Regions from separate parts of the Mus musculus genome. Here regions 1, 2, 3, 5, 6 and 7 are each linked to region 4. Evidence: chromatin contacts called from public HiChIP or PLAC-seq and promoter capture Hi-C data. All regions are on one chromosome and are shown on one strand. The core of a region is the stretch at or near the end of the contact, and the rest is flanking DNA. Distances in the headings are between cores, read along the strand shown. Region 1 holds the start of Ap1g1 (adaptor protein complex AP-1, gamma 1 subunit). Region 2 holds the start of Ist1 (increased sodium tolerance 1 homolog (yeast)). Region 3 holds the start of Atxn1l (ataxin 1-like). Region 4 holds the start of Aars (alanyl-tRNA synthetase). Region 5 overlaps Ap1g1 (adaptor protein complex AP-1, gamma 1 subunit). Region 6 holds the start of Dhodh (dihydroorotate dehydrogenase). Region 7 holds the start of Phlpp2 (PH domain and leucine rich repeat protein phosphatase 2).

Evidence for each region. Promoter capture Hi-C pulls out the DNA fragments that hold promoters and counts their contacts. HiChIP or PLAC-seq counts read pairs in DNA pulled down with a chosen protein or histone mark. Capture Hi-C pulls out chosen DNA fragments and counts their contacts.
Region 1: a promoter capture Hi-C map of liver shows a contact between it and region 4, with 4 times the contacts expected there. The contact joins the promoter of Ap1g1 here to the promoter of Aars in region 4. A contact is called at or near these places in 3 of 39 promoter capture datasets (hematopoietic stem and progenitor cells, liver and pre-B cells) and 2 of 115 datasets of contacts at active chromatin or transcription factors (astrocytes and pro-B cells).
Region 2: a contact with region 4 is called in a promoter capture Hi-C map of pre-B cells, with 2.6 times the contacts expected there. The contact joins the promoter of Ist1 here to the promoter of Aars in region 4. A contact is called at or near these places in 2 of 39 promoter capture datasets (liver and pre-B cells) and 1 of 484 Hi-C or Micro-C datasets (B cells).
Region 3: a promoter capture Hi-C map of adipose tissue shows a contact between it and region 4. The contact joins the promoter of Atxn1l here to the promoter of Aars in region 4. A contact is called at or near these places in 3 of 39 promoter capture datasets (cranial neural crest, liver and pre-B cells), 1 of 115 datasets of contacts at active chromatin or transcription factors (fetal liver) and 1 of 9 other capture datasets (adipose tissue).
Region 5: a contact with region 4 is called in a promoter capture Hi-C map of liver, with 2.3 times the contacts expected there. The contact joins the enhancer-like site here to the promoter of Aars in region 4. A contact is called at or near these places in 5 of 39 promoter capture datasets (the 3T3-L1 cell line, hematopoietic stem and progenitor cells, hippocampal neurons and 1 more).
Region 6: a contact with region 4 is called in an H3K27ac HiChIP or PLAC-seq map of microglia, with 5 times the contacts expected there. The contact joins the promoter of Dhodh here to the promoter of Aars in region 4. A contact is called at or near these places in 2 of 39 promoter capture datasets (liver and pre-B cells) and 1 of 115 datasets of contacts at active chromatin or transcription factors (microglia).
Region 7: a promoter capture Hi-C map of liver shows a contact between it and region 4, with 2.4 times the contacts expected there. The contact joins the promoter of Phlpp2 here to the promoter of Aars in region 4. A contact is called at or near these places in 4 of 39 promoter capture datasets (fetal liver, hippocampal neurons, liver and 1 more), 2 of 484 Hi-C or Micro-C datasets (the G1E-ER4 cell line and liver) and 1 of 9 other capture datasets (pancreatic islet).

Annotation. Positions count from the first base shown.
Region 1 is chr8:109,777,187-109,779,886 of GRCm38.p6, forward strand. Ap1g1 (adaptor protein complex AP-1, gamma 1 subunit) reads left to right here and starts at 1,397. Exons shown (of 24, transcript NM_009677.6): 1 at 1,397-1,776.
Region 2 is chr8:109,691,936-109,694,635 of GRCm38.p6, forward strand. Ist1 (increased sodium tolerance 1 homolog (yeast)) reads right to left here and starts at 1,359. Exons shown (of 10, transcript NM_028018.2): 1 at 1,249-1,359.
Region 3 is chr8:109,736,330-109,739,029 of GRCm38.p6, forward strand. It overlaps Atxn1l (ataxin 1-like), which reads right to left and starts at 1,451. Exons shown (of 4, transcript NM_001080930.2): 1 at 1,302-1,451.
Region 4 is chr8:111,032,519-111,035,218 of GRCm38.p6, forward strand. Aars (alanyl-tRNA synthetase) reads left to right here and starts at 1,324. Exons shown (of 21, transcript NM_146217.4): 1 at 1,324-1,745.
Region 5 is chr8:109,799,177-109,801,876 of GRCm38.p6, forward strand. All of the region lies in intron 1 of Ap1g1 (adaptor protein complex AP-1, gamma 1 subunit), which reads left to right. Among named protein-coding and RNA genes, the nearest start is that of Ap1g1, 22 kb to the left of the region's middle. Within about 2 kb of position 1,400, at least 46 of the 459 cell types and tissues checked have an H3K27ac peak or open chromatin away from gene starts, as enhancers often do. A contact at or near this core is called in liver, where this site is marked.
Region 6 is chr8:109,607,344-109,610,043 of GRCm38.p6, forward strand. It overlaps Dhodh (dihydroorotate dehydrogenase), which reads right to left and starts at 1,330. Exons shown (of 9, transcript NM_020046.3): 1 at 1,009-1,330. The coding sequence starts at 1,029.
Region 7 is chr8:109,867,327-109,870,026 of GRCm38.p6, forward strand. It overlaps Phlpp2 (PH domain and leucine rich repeat protein phosphatase 2), which reads left to right and starts at 1,277. Exons shown (of 19, transcript NM_001122594.2): 1 at 1,277-1,391. The coding sequence starts at 1,293. Gm17344 (a long non-coding RNA gene) reads right to left here and starts at 1,204. Exons shown (of 4, transcript XR_003947453.1): 1 at 970-1,204.

The DNA.
Region 1 (2,700 bases), core at 147-2,646, 1.3 Mb before region 4:
AACTATTTTAATCTTCCATGTGGAAAACTTGGCTACCTTTGCCTTGCATCTCTGCTTGAAGATTTCCTTTACGGAAATTTCACAGTGAATTTGGCATGTTTCATGCATAGGCCTGGCTCAAAGTAATCTGCACTGTGCTAGCATTATGATGTTCTTCTAGTCTTAGGGTGTACCTAGGGCTGCCCTGTACAGATGCCCCGAAGAAAGGTAGGAGGATTTGAATTCCGTAAGCATTCTGCTCTATAAACCGGTAGGTATGGGTTGGAATATGTATATGGGGTGTGGTGAATTTTCTGTGTAAGATGACATCTTAAGGCAGACTCCATTGTGAGAGACAGTTGTAGTTTTTCTCAAGTCTTAAATCTCATTATTTGTAAACTTTGGTTACTTACTTTGACTCACGAGATTGCTTAGCGGGCTAGGTTGTACATACGATGGTACCTTATGATCAATATGACACCAATATTTAATAAATTTGATCGTGCCCTTGGTATCCTTTCTTTCCAGCCACTTGGCATGCTCCAGAAATTCAAGGTCAAAATTGTATGGCTAGACTTACTCAGCTCAACGTCTGTATTTTGAAATCCTTGCATGAAAAACGAATGTCTAAAAGATGCAACTTCCTGTTTATGACACTCAAATTTGAAACTCAGGATTTTTGCTTAGTTCCTGGTCTTTGGTATTCAGTGTAGTCTTGTGTTTTATTCACATCTGGGATACCTTTGTTGTCAATCTATCGGAAAGATTTTATTCTAGGTAGGTCACCTTTCCTTTAAATGGGCCAAGATATCAAGGATCTCTAGGTTCACATGGAAAAGACTTGGGTCACAAGTTAGTAATTATTTATCACGCCAGGAACTGTCTAGTTAGACTTTCTTTGCTTCAGGTCATTAGTTCATTCAATCATAGATGGAAAAGCTATTCTGGAAGAGTTTTAGCTGACATTTGTCCAGATTCTTTTTTCCCCTCACAGGAGGGGACTGGATCGTAGGTGAGATTGCCGCACAAGGCGGTGGTGCTGTGCTTGGAATCCATTCTTAGGTTTCATCTTTTTACCTGTTTTCGCAAAAAAAAAAAAAAAAAAAAAAAAAAAAAATTGAAGATACCATAAAACCCTAGAATCCAAAGCCACTTGGAGCATGTTTCTAATGTTGACCAGAAACCTCTGGCCAACGAGGACCACTTAGGAATCCTTTCGGACAAAACTGGTCACACCATGTCTATGCGCTTTCCCCTGCATCTCCTCTCCGCCTTCCCCAGCTCCCTCGCTGAGCTCCGCCCACCTCAGGTGACCCCCACCGTTTCCTGGCTGCACAGTTTTCCCCTCCCCCCAGAACGGAACCAAAGTGCGACGGCTCCAGGGCCGGGCCGGAGCGTGCTAGCTCAGACTCCTCGCAGCGGTGACTCGGCAGCGGCGTCGAGCGTCATCAGTGACAGCCCCGACCCTTGCTACGCTTTGAGTCGCTCTGCCCGGCGCAGTCGCCTCCTCCTCGGCAAATAGTCCTCGGCGGGGGCCGAGTCCTCGGGTCATCCGGGGTGGGAGACGGCACGGGCTGCAGTCGGAGGGACGCGGGGCGGCCGGCGAGAGGGAGCCGGGGAGCGGCGTCTCCCGGGGAAGCGCGAGGCGTGAGGTAGAGGCGCCCTCCTCGCCCGGGATCCCTCCGCCTGCAGTCGCGGTGCTGAGGCCGAGGGAGCCGCCATTTTGGATGTTCGGTTCCTGCTGCCACTGCCGCCGCCGCCCCCGAAGCTGCTGGTTTCCTTCGAGGTTTCGGGCCGGTGAGTGTCACTCGCGGCACCGAGGGCGGGTCGGCTCTTGGGCTCTGCCGCAGCCGCGAGCGTCTGGCCGGAAACCTCCTGTCAGTCCCAGGGGTCCGGGCTCAGCCTGTGGGGGGTGGGGGGTGAGGAGGACCCAGGTTTGGGTCAGGAGGGACCCGGGAGCCCCGGGCTTGCTTGGACTTCCTGAGGGCCGACCTCGGGAGCTTCAGAGCCGGAGCTGTCGTGCGCGGTCGCTTTCCTCTTCCCTTGGCGTGGTCTGGCCGCCGCAGGCCTCCTTGAACCCATTGACTTTCTCAGGCTGCGAGGCTCCTTTGAAAGCTCGCTCCGTTCGGGGAGCTTAGGATTTAGCGGGGCCGGGCCCCACCCCCGCGTGTCCTCTCGGAGCCACGTATCAGCGTTCTTGTGTTGGGGACTCGGGTCAGATCTGAGAACTCTGAGCATTTCCCACGCAGGGGCAATTCTGCCTGGTCCCTGCAGTGCCGTCCACTGAAAGCCGGACATCGGCCTCGCCTCCCTCTAACCTTCCAACTAACTTCTGGTCCAAACACTTTCGCTTTTTTTTTTTTCTTCTTCCTTCTTCTTCTTTCTCTTTTTCTTTTAAAGAACTCACCTGAGACCGCACTATTCACTCTCCTCTCCAACTCTCGGTTCTGCGGACGTCGGTTTCTAGTAATTCTCAGGCTCTTCCTCATTGCCTGGAACTGTCGGTTCTGCTTCCCAGTTAGGGCTTGGTGTCGGAGAGCCGTCGAACCACCCTAGGGTGTATTTCCGCAGCAAATGGGTTTAAAGCAGGCCAAGTGGCTTTGGGTGCGAAGGAGCTGTGAAAATAACTTTCTGCATTTCTTTCTGTTCTGAAAGCTGAGCTTTGGGGCACTTACTGATACTTTTTATTTATTTTTTTCTTTTAGCGTTATATTTGCTTGA
Region 2 (2,700 bases), core at 109-2,608, 1.3 Mb before region 4:
TTCTCAACACCCCCACGGTGGCTCACAACGGCCCAATAACTCTAGTTCCAGGGGATCTGAAACCCTCTTTGAACTCCACAGGCACCAAGCACACTCATGATGCAGATATGCCTGGGACCCTAGATAAAGGGTCTAGGCAAAACACCATACACATAAAATAAATATTTAAAGAAAAAAAAAAGGAAACCTCGTTATCAGTAATTTAAGGGTTCCACATGAAATAATTTTCATAGACTACACTTCGTTTTGGGAAGTGTTGGCACTTTAAACCACAAAAGGTTACATATAATTGGGACCTGATCCCGATTAGAGCCTAAATTAAGTGGATCAGAGTCTACTTAAGGACTCTAGAGGCTCGGGTCTTGTTAGAAACCAGAGGCACAAGAAGAAAAAGAGAAAGGCTACGAAAGTAATCAGGGGAAGAAAGCATTGTTTTTATCAAGTGAAAATGTTAAGAAGCCGCGTGACTTAAACACAAGGATGCGGTGAAGTTCCCCCACGAAGGTCAAAAAACCTTGAAGGGTGTGAGATGTTAACAAATGTACCGACTAATATTTTACTAAGCTGGAAAAAGACATGCATATGGAAATGGAAAAGTCTGACTGAAACAATGAAACACAGGTTGATTGTTTGATGGAGGGATTATACTGTTTTGTTCTCGTAAGAACAAAAAAACAAAAACAAAAACAAAAACAAACAAAACCAGAACAAACACCAAGAAGGCACAACAAAAGAAATGACAGTCTCCTCCCGGGAGCCATTCAACAACAACAGACTGTACACAATAAGCCCCCGTAGCCTCCCCCTGACATCAGTCGGCCGCAGCCCTGGTCCGGTCCGCATCCTAGCTCAAGTTCAAGGTCCTGAGGGCCACGCCTGACCCCAGGACCCGGAAGAGGAGCGCTCCCTCGGGCTCTCCTGGTCTGACTCACCCCGCAGCAACCGCGGCGGTGGGGACAAGGCCTCCCTCAGGGTCCCGACCCGACCGCACTGCAGAGGGGTGTCTCCTCAGTGCCCGGCTCATGCCGGGGGCAACAGCGACGCCAGCACCTGTCTAGGCGGTCCCACCTCCTCCCACGGCCGGAGCCCGACCTCAGGCCTGACCCCGACTGCCAGGGCTTCCCCCGCTGACACGGCGCGGACGGCTTGTCCTCACGGTCCTACAGACTAACGCTGGGGTTCCGTAAAAGCGGGACGTAGATGGAAGAGGGAGACAAAGATGCTTAGGTCTAAGGAGGGCACGCTCACCTGGAGGGATCCGGACGTGAAAACGGAAGAAGCCGACTTCCGAGGAGCCGCTCGGCATCCAAAATGGCGACTCCCTCGACCTCCCCACCGCGGACTCGAGCGGAGGAATCCAAGGGGGCGGTGTTAGCCACGCCCTACCTAGCAGGGATTGGCTGCGCACACAACAAGGGGCGGAGCGAGGGACTATTTCCCACGGCGGAGGCGTGGGACCTGACTTGTGACACTTAACGTCACGCAGTGGGTTGAGTCATTTGCTAAGGGCGCGCCTTGCAATTTGCCCCGGGCGCGGCGGGGCGGGTGGAGGCTTCTCCTGGATTCTGTGCCCGGTACCCTTGTTCCAGATTCTTCCAGCCCCTGGAAAAACCGGCTGCAGACTGTCTCGCAAACGCCCGCGGATCCGAGCGGAGTCTGGCTTCCCCACTTAGCTCACCGGTCGGTCGGTCGGTCGGTCGGTCGGTCCTGGGACTCCGACCTCGGAGGGATGGTTGGGCGAGATTCAGCGCTGTGGAGCCGACTTTCCTCCACCGCCTCTCTTTCCACCGACACTGTCCGCCCCGCACCTTCACTAATGTACTCTGCACAGCCTCCACTCTCGCTCTTATTTTGTATCTGTATTCAGAGGCTTTTCTGGGCTTGAAAGCGAGAAAGAGCCTTCCTGTTCTCTGGCTCTTGGCCCTGCTATGAGGCCACAGCTATCAAGACCAAAACTGTGGCTTGTCTTGGGTCAGTGGTAAAACGAGGACTGCAGGTTACTTTGGGAGGATAATATGAATTGAAAATAACTGGCTTGTAACCATGTGCCGCTGTTCAAAGCTCCAGGATACTAGGACCTTAGAATTACACAATATTTGGTTCCCATAAAATGTTCAGATCGTTCCCCCAGCAAAATATTTGCATAGAAAAATTGTAGTTCTGCAATGAGATCATGACATTTGTGGCTAACACTTTCTACACACACAGTCCCAACAACAAAGTACAATGATAGAAAAATTTCCCCTGAAGCACAAATTAGTTTATTGGGCTCATTTACAGACCATAGGTGACAAGTCACTTAACAAGCAAGTGAGTAATCACTCTCCTTCAAATAAGCTTGCACTGGAAAGTATCCAGTAGAAATGAAGGCTTCCTGGCATGGATGGAGCCCACTTCCCTACTGCTCTCCAGCCCACACTCTAGCCCCTCCCCAGGCTACACGTAATTAGGGCGGAAGTACGTTCAACAGCTGGTATCGATTGCAGGCATACCCAGGTGAGGGTTCCAAGACCCTCTTGGCCCCTCCTTCAAATATGATGATCTTTGGGCACAGCTACATTCCTGAAGATGGCTGTTGTTTGGCTCCGATGATAGAAAAGTATCGCAGCACTTAAGGGGCAGGTTGTTCATATTTAAAGTGCCTAGGGACAACCCAACCGAAGGTGCGAATGTGTGTGGACATTGTTTAGATACAGTTTC
Region 3 (2,700 bases), core at 201-2,700, 1.3 Mb before region 4:
CCTAGCATGCATCCAGCCCGAGGTTACATCTCTAGCACCTCACAGATTGGAAATGGGAGTGGACACTTTGTAATCTTACTACCTTTGAGGTAGAAAGAAGAGGATCGTGAGTTCAAGGTACTCACCAACTACATTCGATTATTTAGCAAGTCAGAAGTCAGCCTGAGCTCCATAAGACCCTCTCAAAAGAAAACAACCAAAACCAAAACCGGGGCCAACGAAGTCCTAACAACTGGATTAGCAGTATTGACTAGTACCGAGGAACCTGTTCTGTCAAAGTCAGAATATTGCAAGCTCGATCCAACTGAAGGCAACGTTTACTTAAGATAGGCATGGTTCAAGGGTACACGAAAGATGGAAATGTGGAAAAACAGATTCCTAATGCCACAAATAAATCACCAAGTGGGTACAAGTCACGCACTCATTCTTCATCAAACGTTTAATTGAAAGCACTCAGCTTTCTTTCATTTTCTTAATCCCCCAAAATGATGCTTGCCCTCTGTAGCTAAAAAAAAAAAAAAAGCTAAGGAAAATCCGTCTATGGGTCACCGAGGAGTTAGCAAACACAAAATAATGAAAGGACGGAAAGAGGCAAAAAGAAAGCTCAGCCTGCCCACCAGGTTCCCACAAGGCAAAACACTTCAAAATCTGAAACCGGGTGTGGGTGTAGGGTGCAGCTTTGGAGAATTTCTCATGGGAAATGACACAACTTGTGGCCCTGAGCTAAGGGGCAACGGAACTATTCCAGAGACCTGCCAACCTAGCCGAGAAGGCAGCTCCTCTTCATGCAGGGAATGGAATCAAGAGACTGCACACCGAGGGGGACCCAAATTCACTGAGGGAGAGGTGCGCCCCACAAAAAGGGAGCAGCAAAAAGGGAGAGACACCAGGGATGATGGCTTTTGATGATCCTTGTTCCGACAGGGGTACAGGCCTGAACTGGGGGAGTCTACGTTTAGGGTTAGTCGGGGTAGGGGGTCGGACGTGGAGGTGAGGCCAGGCCCCGCTGGCGACGCTTCCTTGTTTGGGGCCCCTTCCCGCCCTGAGAACTCGGACATCCTGACCCGCGGGGACAACCCCGTCGGGGCATCAGGGCCTGAGGCCGCCTTCTGGGCCAGGCGGGAAAGCAGCATCTAGAGGGGCTAGGCACGGCCTCTTTCGCTCGCTCTGCCCGCTGTTTAGGGGGCCCGCGGCCGGGGTGAGGCAACGGGCTTCTAGGGGGGCCCTTCCACTAGAGCTCCGAACCCAGGCCTGCTTGGCCTCAGGCCATCCCAGCGGCCACCGCTCCAGGCGACACTCACCGGCCCATCTCACGGAGCTCCCAGGACTCCTCCCGCTCGTCCCGGAGCCGCCGCCACCGCGGCCGCCGCCATCCCCGGCCCCGGAGCCGCCCCACACCCAGCGGGCACCCCCCCAAGCCGGGCGCCCGGAGATGGCGTTGAGCGCATCCCGCCCCCCCCCCGACGCGGAGAGATGACGTCACCCTGGCCTGGGAGCGCCGCCTACTTACACAGGAGGAAACTGGCCGCCTGCCCATCGTACCCAGCGCCCCCCTTTGGTGGGAAAATGAACGCCTGTCCCACTGAATGGGTCCAGGGAGTAGGTGATGTTTCCTTAAAAAGCTCCCAGACCTGGATTCCCTGGAGAAGTTTTCACAAGCTGTCACTAGAAGTCCAGATAGTGGAGATCCCTGGGGCCTTGTTTATGATGCCCCAGAATTTACTGGAGTAGAAAGATGGAAGGGTCATTGTAGGGTCAGGGTGAGAGAGAGCTGGGCCCAGACCTTTTCAAGGGTCAAGAGCCTTGTAAAGTTAGAAATAGCCTGAGGCAGCCAAAAAAAAAAAAAAAAAAAAAAAAAAGTGTGCCTGTGCAGGACCTAGAAAAAGATGAAAAAGTACTGAAGACCTGGGAGTGGGTGAGCAATAAGGACGGGATTCTTACTACAGTGGAAAGCAGGTTGGCTTAGTGAATACAGGGCTTGGCTACTGGTTTGGAATATTGTCACCCATATAATGCCAGTTCATACTAAATACTTGAATGAAAGTTTGATTGGCTTAAGCAGACACAAAAATGAATGGCTGATTTAGGTTGCTGATTGGAGGGGGAGGATTTTTTTTTTCTTATTTGTTCATTTGTTTTTGAGACAGGGTCACAAGTAGCTCAGAGTGGTTTTGAACTCACTGTGTAGTTTAGGGTGAACTTGAACTCTTAACCGTCCTGCCTCTATCTCTCAAGTTGATGGTATCACTGGTGCATTCGTTTCTTTTCTGTTGCTGGGATAAGACACAATCAAGGCAACTGCCAGAAGGATTTGAGTTTGTGGTTCCATTTGAGAGGGTTAGGAGTCCATTGTGGTGGGAAAGCTTGGCAGGGAGCAGCAGCCATAGAGGCTGGAGCAGAGAGGAGGGGGTCACATCTAGAACTTAGAAGCACAAAGCAGAGAGACTGAACCTGGAATTGCCTGTGGCTCTGAGCCTCAAAGCCAGGTCCCTAGTGACATAGGGACTCTAACAAGGCCATACATACCTTAATAGTGCCACTAACTGGCCACCAAGAGTTAAACATCTAAGCCTATATCGAAGTTTCTCATTCAAACCACCACAGCAGGCAAGCCCCACATTTGGCCAATAGTTGGTCTTGTGTTCAGATTACATTTATACAGAAAAAGTGATTATGCGTGTTTTATATAAAAGAGAGAGA
Region 4 (2,700 bases), core at 74-2,573:
CAGTACTGTGAAGACAGGAATGTCGTAAGCTCACAGGCTAATTGAATTTGTCTTGGACTAGTTCTGGCCTTCTGAAAACAACCATTCTTTGTCCATTTCTGTGTTTGAACTAATAAAGTCTTGTACTAACAGATAGAAACCATTTGGAATCTATTAACTTACCAGACCACTGGCTTCCACCATCCAAAAAGCTAAAGATGCCATCAGATAACATCTTGGGTCTATAGAAAAGCTTTCCATCTTGCTATAGTCGCCTTTCAGATATAACCATCACTATATTTTAAAATTACCTTGACTTATGACTCTCTTTGTTCTGTAAAGCTGTACATCATGAAAAAGTTTTCGTGTAATTTGGGGTTTCCTCATCTGTGAAAAAGTGGTACTAGCAGACCTGATAATACAGTTTAAAAATTAAACGGTGTGTGAACTTTTTAGTGTGATGCCTTACCTATAGATTTTAGGTTTTGTGTGTGTTATTTTGAGACTGTGCCCAAGGCCCAAGGGTAGCCTTAAGCTCTGATCCTCTTGGCTCTCAAGTGCTGGGACTATGGATGTGCGTCACCGTTGTAGGCGTTTCCTAAGAATGTTGACTTGTTTTCTAAAGCAAACAGAGGGACAGATGTCCTTTAACTTGGGTTACGTCATTTCTTCCTCTTCAAAATCAAGACCCGAATTTCTTCTTATTGGGACCTGAAGGACAAATATAAAGCTATGCCTAATGTCACAGGACTGTACTGCCTCCTACTCCGGAGGCTAAGACAAGAGTGAAAAATTCAAGGCCAACCTGGACAATTTATCCAGACCCTGTCTCAAAGAGAGAACCGGACGTATCAGTCAGTGCCAAAGCGCTTCGGCGTGGTTGAAGCACTTATTTCAGTCCAGGGTACCGTTAAAGAAGGCATGCCGATCTATACGCGATAACAATAAGAACATTTGATTGGTGCACACCTGCAAGACTGGCAAATCCCCTGATTTCAAGACCACCTTGCTCCGTTTCAAAAGGCCGAAAAACGAACCTTTGAGGTACGTGTATCACTTTGCAGTTAAACAGTTCTATGCCAAAATCTGTGATCGCCACCAAATTCATGTTTTCATTCCTCTTGTTAACTGTCAACTATTAGGGCTTTGCCAATAGAACCCAAAATGTCTGCCTCCTGAAGCCAATAGTCAACCCTGTCACGTGACACTCCATGTCCTAGCTTTCTTGAGCATTGCATCAGCCGAGCCCAGGAGCCTTCCCAGAAACCGGCTTGTTAGCTCATTCGCGCTCCGAATGATTGGCATGCCAGTGGACCAATCATATCAGAGGATGACAAGGCGTAGCGGGTCACTTTTCATCAGAGCGCTCTGATTGGATGGTGAGGTACGGCTCTGGCACCGGTTGTGGCGGGTGAGTATAGCTTCTTGTGCGCATCTGAGGGAGCAGGTAACTGCCGGCGAGTGGCGGTGGGCTCCGGGCAAGGAAGGACCTGGGGACCCGGACCCTCGGGAAAAAAAGCAAGTGAGCCCCGAGAGCTCTACGAGAAGAGCCGGCGCTTGGAGGGGGAGGGGCAGCTGCAGCGGGCTGCCGGGCGGTCCCGCCCCTGGCCTGGGTCAGGACCCGGTCTCCGCAGGAGCCGGATCTCGAGAGTAGCTTTTGCTATTCCCTCGGAGCACTGAGAGTGGTGTGGTTTCTGGTGGACTTGCAGAGGACCAAGACCTTGGGAAGATCGCGGTTGCTCTTCAGTCGCCACCCAGAGCTAAGGGTTTGTCTCCTCTAATTTTAATCTCTTAGGGGGTTAGGGAACCAGGCCTGAAGAGCAGGGTGACTAAGATAAATGGAGTCTCTCTAAGAGGCATCTTCATTCATTCTTTATTAGGTTCTCACACCTTACCCCAGACTGGCCTGAACTCAACTCTGTAACCCGGGCTGGCCTTGAACTCGCGGCAGTTCTCCTGCCTCAGCATTTCAAGTGCTGGAATTACAGGCGTGAGCCAGCACTCCAGACTCGCTTCTTTCTGTTGCTGTTTTGAGACAGGGTTTCACTATGTAGACCAGGCTGGTCTCGACTCACAGAGATCTTCAAGAGTGGTGGGACCAAAGGCGTGTGCTACGACCCTCGGCCCGATTCGATTCTTAAAAACAGAATAGTTGATACCTTCAGGTTCACCCGAACAAATATATTCAGCAATTTTTTCAAACAGTCTAAGTTTCCTGGTGTGCTTTGGAGTATGTTAGTGCAGAGCATGCTATTTACAGATTAGTATAATTAATCATGAGCATGGGTGACGACCACTTTACTAGATACTGAAAATACACTGTAACGGTGAAGTGAAGCCAGCCAGGATTCCTACTGAGATGTAACATAGACTGTGATTGGGAGGTGAGCATTAAATAGTCACACCAAATAAATCATTTGAGGCTAGGAGACAGTATAAAGAGGAGAGACCTGGTGAAGAAAGGAAAGGTTTGCTTAAGTATGTTTCTTTGTGATTGATCAAAACGACCTCATTAGGAAGAAGGGAAAGGAGAGGCCAGGCAGAACGGCTAGCTTGTAAATGGAAATATGTTACAAGGTCCTGTGGCTGAAGTCACCTTGTAATTCAAGGCCCTGGGTCTGGCCCCAAGCTTGCAAATACAAACAAATAAATAAAAGTTCTGAAGGCCTTTTAAGCCCCTGCTGGGATGTACTGTTTTCGGACCTGCCTCTGCTACAGACG
Region 5 (2,700 bases), core at 150-2,649, 1.2 Mb before region 4:
GGGAAACTTCAACACCATAGGAGTGAGTCAAATAGGTAACTAATTAATTCTCTGTTCTTATACATGATATATTTAGCATCCATGACCGGAAATTTGTTCCATAAAAACCTATTGGCATTTAAATTGTACTTTGCTCTGGCTTCTAGTTCTCTGTCCGGGTCTTGTAACTCTAGTAACTGTTTCTCTCACACTTTTCTTTCACCAGCCAAGGACTTCTTTCTTCACTGGCTTTTTATGGTCAGTCTCTTAGATGGACTCACTGCAGGGATACCCCAACTTCCTTATTATCTGAGACCTATTCCAGGAAGACATCAGATTCATTTATTGCTTCAGTTCTCTAAAGACAGGGTAAACCAAAGATATTAACAGGAGAGAGCAACTGAACGGGCAGTTGAAGTCAGGGACAGTGGAAGCAGTAGTTCACACGTGTCCCTGGTTCTCTGGCTAGAAATAGCAGAAGAGAGCTCTGATTTCCTGTCTCTTCTTAAGTATCCCTGCCTGGATCCTATCTGTGAGGGAAGGGGCTAAACCTTCGGCCTAGATATTAATACCTTCTGCCGTGAAAAGCTTTGGAACCAGATTTCTAGATTGTCATGTAGAGATGAGTTATATCCCTCAACTTTAGTTCATTTCCTAAACATTTTTAGGGTTACATCTTAATAGGTGGGAATGTTACATTTCCCTTGAGAATGTCTGGTCCCTTAACAATTAACTGGAGTGGGCAAGTCAGTCACTGAGTACCTGCTTTAAGCTATGCTTAAGTAGTAGGAGATATATAAGTATCCTCACAATAAGATACTTTTCCTCCCCAGAATTCTTGCCCTCTGCACTCACGCTAGAGCCCTCATGAAGTTCTGCTGAGTTTGGCCCTTCGCCTTTTCTTTTTGTCTTTTGGGTATTAGCCTGAGCCCAAGTGTGACTGACTCTCTGCTTTAGGCCTTGTATTGTTTCTCTGCAGCTCTCCTCCTGGTCACCATGCTGCTCATCTGTCATGTGACTTATCTCCATGCTGACCTAACTCAATCAACATGTTTTTTGTCTCTTTTCTCTCTCCTCCAGGCTGCTGTCAAGATTTACAGCTTGCCTTCTGGAGTTTTTCTTCAAACTCTATTAATAAATTGTCCTGGAGCTTAAAAATAAAAAATCATGCTGGTGGCATGGACTTTATTTCTGTGATTTTGTGACTGATTACCTAGCTTAAGGTCTTGATTTTTTTTTTCCAAGTTAGATTATGTACATGCTCTTGGACTAGATTTAAGCTTTTCTAACAGTCTTTGTTTGCTTTGTAGAGCTATTGCGTGCTTGTGGGGAAACACTTTTCTAGCAGAGAGCTTCCCTGCTCTTATAGGTGCTGGGGCTAACCAGGGCGTTAGTGCATGCTAGGCAAGCTCTCTACCACTCAGCTCTACTCCTGTTCTTTCCAGTAGTGTTTGTGCTTGACCTTTGAGAGTATCTAGCCTTGAACCTGTACTGATCCTCAACTTTAGCTTCCCTAGTGCTGGAATTCCAGGCTGAGCCACCATGCTTTGCTAGGTAACTTTTCTCCATGAATTGAGTTTTAAGTAAAAGCTTACTTTTTGAACATAGTCTGGGCTTTGGGTAGTCACCGTTCTTGATCAAAATAGTGGCTGTGTTCTCACATGCATTTTGCATTTTTTCTGTTATATACTACATATGCAGCATACCAGTTTGCTTACAAATGTTTTATCCTGAAGCCTGTGTTTATAGTTTATTATTAAAGAAATGACTCTTTAAATAGATTAACTATTAAGCATCTTAATGTCAGTGAGAAATTGTTTAATGCCTTGCTTATTGAAATTTTACTATTTCTTTCTCTCCCTTTCTTCCCTCTCTTCCCTTCCTGTCTTTCTTCCAACCTTCCTTCTGTTCTTCTGTCTCTGATAGGGTCTCAGGTATTTTTTAAAGATTTATTTATTTATTTTATGTATATGAGTACATGTACATCTGGTTGTGAGCCTTCATATGGTTGTTGGGAATTGAATTTTTAGGACCTCTGCTTGATCCAGTTGCTCTGGTTGCCCCACTTGCTCAGGTCAACTCCGCTTACTCAGTCTCCCTGCTCACTCAGGCCCAAAGATTTATTCATTAAGTACACTGTAGCTGTCTTCAGACGCGTCAGAAGAGGGCGTCAGATCTCATTATGGGTGGTTGTGAGCCACCATGTGGTTGCTGGCATTTGAACTCAGGACCTTCCGAAGAGCAGTCAGTGCTCTTACCCGCTGAGCCAATTTGCCAGCCCGGGTCTCAGGTATTCTAAGCCGGCTTTTAACTCCTGACTCTTCATCCTCATCCCTGAGTGCTTGGATTATAGGTGTCTACTACCATGCATGATTTAGGCAGTGCTGGGGAATTGAACCCAAGCCTTCTGCATGCTAGACAAGCACTCTGCCAACTCCACCACACCCTTACCTGGAAGCTTTGGGATTTGCTAAAAGCTTTTGATTATGAAAATGTCATGTGGGCTGGTGAGATGGCTCAGTGGGTTAGAGCACCCGACTGCTCTTCCGATGGTCCAGAGTTCAAATCCCAGCAACCACATGGTGGCTCACAACCATCCGTAACAAGATCTGACTCCCTCTTCTGGAGTGTCTGAAGACAGCTACAGTGTACTTACATATAATAAATAAATAAATCTTTAAAAAAAAAAAAAAAAGAAAATGTCATGTACACAAAACCAGA
Region 6 (2,700 bases), core at 80-2,579, 1.4 Mb before region 4:
CTAATGCACTCATTCGATCCTTCACCAAAGGCAAGCAAACCTGTTCTTCAGGAGAGTGTAACCCAAGAGACAAACTAATGGCCACATAAACATAGAGCCATGACAAGTGACATGAAGGGATAAATCATGGAAGGATCTTGAGGAAGCGAGTAAAAGCTGACTTTCAAAGGTTAGACACAAGCTAAAGAGGAGATAGCAGCTGGAGAAGAGATCTCTAGGTGGATGAGGCCAATGAGAGGGGCCAAGGCATGGGGGAGGGATAGACGGCTGCTTGGAACTAAAAGGAAAACACTGCTTTAAATGAAACAGGAGAAAAGAAGAGAGGCGTCAGCCAACATTTGGCTAACAGATTTGGTTTAAGTGCACGTGCTGCTCTGCCAGAGGAACTGAGTTCGGTTCCAGCTCCCATGTCAGGCGGCTCACAACTGGAGCTCTAGAGGATCCAAAACCCTCTGGTCTCAGAGGGTATCTGCACTCACGTGTGCACACACGCACGTGCGCGCGCGCCTACACTTTTTTTTTTTTTTTTAATGGGATTTGTCCACTAAACAAGGAAGTAGCAGATATGATCAGATTTGCCTGCAACACAAACCAAGTATTCATTCTCCCTCCTCGGGGAGTTTGCAGAAATTCCTCAAGTCAAGCACCAGTATCTGTGCCCTTTTTCCAGACCAGGGTCACAACTAAGAACTCTTCACATGGAACTTCCATTCTGACCACACTTGATCCAAAAGGGTGGCCTTATGTCTTATTTCATCCCTCCTTGGAGCGTAGGCGATCGTGTCCTCACAAAGGCCCGATACTTGGATCAATTTAAAAAAAAAAAAAATGCCCGCGTATCTCTCAGGTTCAGCCTAGCCTCTGCCCACATACGCTTGCTTTTTGCATGCCCTTAGCTGTGCACGTGCAGGTCACACTTCAAGGGTCCCAGCCTTTCAGTTTCCCAGCCTCATCCCCCTCCCTGCCGGTTATCCACACCACGAATGAGCTTCCCCGCGCAGGACTCACTCTCAGCTGTCTCCACGCCATGCTCCTTCTGCCATTAAGCCCGCCTCTGCCTGCATCCCATTGGAGAATGTGGGCTCGGCTCCACCTATCTCCCAAGCCCCACCAGCCGGCCCGCCCCTAGACGTTGATTGGACAGCCGAACGCGTGCGCTCTGCCCGGAGTCAGGCTCCGTGGCGGGACGTGCCTACTTTCTGTCTTGTCGCTGTCGCGCCTCCTAAGGGACGCTGCTCTGAAGTCGCGCACCCTTCCTTCGGTGCAACCGTGAGGAGGAGGCTTCCGGAAGTCTCGAGTGGGGAGCAGACGCTTCCGAAATCTGCAGACCAACCCCAGCGCCCGGTAGTGCGCACTACCCTAATGCTTCCCTGTCCCTGGGAAGGAAACAAAGGGCGATGCAGCCCGAAGGTTCCGCACGGTTGTCTTTATGCCGGTGCTGCGGTATGGCTTTCATAGCCCCCTTTCTGAAACAGAAATCCTAAGAATTCTGTTTTATCAGGGCAGTGGTGGCGCCGGCCTTTAATCCCAGCGCTTGGCAGGCAAAGGCAAGCATATCTCTGTGAGTTTGAGGCCAGCCTGGTCTACAGAATGAGTTCCAGGAGAGCCTAGGCTACAACATGGAGAAACCCTGTCTCTACAGGGAGAAGGAAAAAAAAAGTACACTCATGCAAACACACAAAAATTTACCCACTGGTTTTAAAAGTAAACTCTGAGGTGTTGATAAGTAAATATGGTTTTATTTTTAAGATAATCTTATGGTGTAGGCCAGGTTTTTCTAAAAACCAATCCTGCCTCAGCACTCAAGTGCCTCTGTGCCAAGCGTTTACAGAGGCCAGAGGAGGGCATTGAATCCTCTGGAACGGTAGTTACAGATGATTGGACCCACGTACTCTGGCCCTTAACCTTATGTTTGTATCCTATTGTCCCCCTTCCCACTGGTCCCCTTCCTTTTCTGGAATAATACTTCCCCACTTTAGGTCATAATTTGGGTCAGGTTACAGGAGGCTGGAGAGATAGCTCAGCTGTTAGCACTTGATGTTCTTGGCGAGGACCCAAGTTCCGTTTCCAGCACCCACATCAGGTAGCTCACAACTGCCTGTAACTCCAGGACCACATTTCTTCTGGGGCACTGTACTGGTTTTCCCATACCAACAGGTAGATGTGTGTGTGTGTACACATAAATTCTAAAAATAAGTCCTTTTAAGGTCTGTATCCTGCATACAAGAAAAAAAGCATATTTAGCAGTCTGAGATTGGCTTGCTTCATGTAACATGATCTCCAGTCCCATACATTTTCCTGTAAATTACCTCATTTTATTCTTTCTAATGGTTGAATGTTGTTCCATACCATATATGTATCATATATATCATTATCTTGATCTGTTTGTCTGTTACTGCTTCCATAAACTGGCTGTTGTGAATATTGCTCCAAAAAACATAGATATACAGGTACCTCGGTCATATGCCAGCTTGGATTATTTAGGGACTATACCTAGAAGTGACGTATCTAGGAGTTTGGGTTAGTGATTGAATGTTTGTTTGTTTGTTTTAAATTTGTTGTTCTGTGTGTGAGAGAGTTCAGACAGCAGCCTGCTATGGCAGACATGTGTAGGCCAGTAAATAACTCTGGGGGGGGGTGGGGGCGGGGGCATGGTACATGTATAAAGATCAGGGTACAACTCGCAGGAATCAGTCCTGT
Region 7 (2,700 bases), core at 27-2,526, 1.2 Mb before region 4:
TTCCAGAGAACCCAGGGTCAACTCCCAGAGTTCACCTGTCAATTTACAACCATCTATAACTCCAGGTCCAGAGGATCCGACACTGTCTTCTGGCCTCTATCATCAGTCATACACGTGTTGTGTTGCATAGACTTAATACCCATAACAACACGGAAGACCCACCTGAAGCTGGGCATAGTGGTGCACATCTGCACTGGGGAGGTGGAGACAGGAGACTCTAAAAGTTCAGGGCCAGCTTTGGCTATATAGTGAGTTCGGGTCTGCCTGGGCTATGTGTAATTTTCTGTCTCAAAAAAAAAAAAAATCCGAAAGAATTAGATCAAGTAATTTGTACATGTATAGAATGTATAGATCTAATAATGAGTATAATTAACGGGGTGTGGTGACCCACGCCTTTAATCCCAGCACTTGGGAGGCAGAGGCAGGCGGATTTCTGAATTCGAGGCCAGCCTGGTCTACAAAGTGAGTTCCCGGACAGCCAAGGCTACATAGAGAAACCCTGTCTCGAAAAACCAAAAGAAAAAAAAAAAAAAAAGAGTACAATTGAGATTTGGAATTGGAATTAGGCAGACTTATAATTTGGCCCACTAACCACAAAACTATCTTTCACTCCAGGAACAAAAAGAGTCAGCTTTTAAAATAGGTGAATTAAGACTTGCAAAATAGAAAGCGGGCTTACACACCATGTTACTGGTTGAGTGGTTGAGGACGAGAAAGGAAATCTGATACTTTGATTACAGGAAAAGGACACTGAACTGTGCCTGGAAAGCTTAGTGTACTTGAGGTGGTTTGATGAAGAAGGTCGCCAGCTATCCCTAAGAGGTGAGTATAAGCAACAGTTCTTTCACCCCCAGTGGGTGCCAGGGGACAAGACACATTTGGGAGCAGGAAGCGTCTTGGATGGAGAATTCCAGCGCCGCCCATGGTGGAGGGTTGTATCTTGTCTATTTTAACAGGTGCAGGCCTTACCTGTCACTTCCTCTGGCCGCTTCTTGGAGGATCCAGAAAGTACCAAATTGCTCTCCCTGCGCCCTGGTCCTAGGAGCTCAGGGTGGAGCGCAGCAGAGGCTTACTCCGCCTGCAGTGGCGCCAGCCTCCCACAATTCTACTCCGGCCTCGCCAGGCTGACGACTACGCAGGTCCAGCGGGTCGGGGAGGGACCGAAGGGGGCGGAGCGTCTTGGTTAGGGGCGGGGTCTAGGCGGAGGGGCGAGGCCTCCCGCTGCTCGCGCGCGCCTCCGAGGCTCGCGCTGTCGCGCCGGGCCGGGCGTCTCTGTAAATCCTTGGCCGCCAATGGGGGAGGTGGAGCCCGTGCCCGCGGGCCCGCTGGAGCCCCCGGAGCCACCTGAAGCGGCGGCGCCTCGCCGGCCCGGAGGGATTCGGGTCCTAAAGGTGAGACGGCAGGGAGAGGGAGGAAGCAAGAGGGCTGTGGCCGCCTTCGCTAAGCTGCCCGAGGCGGCGGGCGCCCCCCGCCCTGCGTCCCTGGGCCGCTTGCACTTGGCCGGGCCGCCGCGGGCCTGCTGTGGGGCCTCCGGGCCGCGCCCCCGCCCTGGCCTCCGCCGCCCTGGTCCCCGGCGCTGTCCATCCCTGACCGCCGCCCGGCAGGCCCACGCCTTCGGGCAGCCGCTGCCCCCACCTTCCTTCCTCCCCGCATCCCCGGGACCTCAGTCTCCTCGCTGGGCCTAGCCCGGGGCCCCGGGACGGATTCCGGGGGGCTCCGAGGGCCGGCCGCGCCTGGCGGGAGTCAGGCGGCGAGTACGCAGGACTCGGCGGACACCTGAAGACATCACCCCAGCTGGAGGATGGCGGCGGCGATTGGCCAGGCGCCGCGGTGTGCGCGGGCTGCGCCGGCGGGAGCGGCCACGCTGCCCTCGGGACTGGCTGCGGGAGTTCCGAACCGGCTCTCGGCTCCAAGACGCAACACCCCGCGCTTCCCGCTCGGGGGACAGTCCCGGAGGATCTGCTGCCTGTGGACCTGCTGGGCGTGTTGCAGGGTTTGGGGGGCGGGGGTGGGAGAGCAGAGCCCGAAGGGGCACTCCTGCTTGGCTGACAATCCGGGGAGAAGGCAGTGGGGGAGCCGTTATGCAACAGGCAGCTAAGCGGGGCTTTTTGGTAGAATCAGGGGAGTAGGAGGATAGGAAAACAGATGCAGGGGAAAGGGGAGTGGAGCCTTGAAGGTGAGTGATGACAAGAAGTTTCTATGCAGGAAGAATGCAGAAGGTGAGCTGAGGTGAGGTCAGCAGAGATGGCTAAAAGGTGGCTAACTGGGTGGAGTTCTCTACTAACCTCTGAAATAGTGCAGAGACATTTTTTTCTGTAGGTTCAGTATATAAACGAACTGGAATAGTGGAATGGAATTCCTCTAGAGTTCTAGAAGAGCAATTGGCAGGATTTAAAACTTGCCAAAGAAGGGGAAGAAAATTAAGATTTAATGTGTTTCGAAACCAGTCTGCCAAACATCGAAGATACTTAATGTTAAAAGCAAACCTTAAGTAATTAAATGAGATTGTTGTTGAGTAATATTTCCTTTTATTAAGATTATTAGTAAAGTAGCACAAAGATGGAAGCAGCAGAAAAATTTATTTGTTGTACTTAGTGAATTCATAAAACCAATACTCAGTAGACTGAAATTTTATTTTCTGGCACCTCCCAGTGTTAATGCATAGTTTACTTTAGACTAACTTCATAACTGTTACCTACA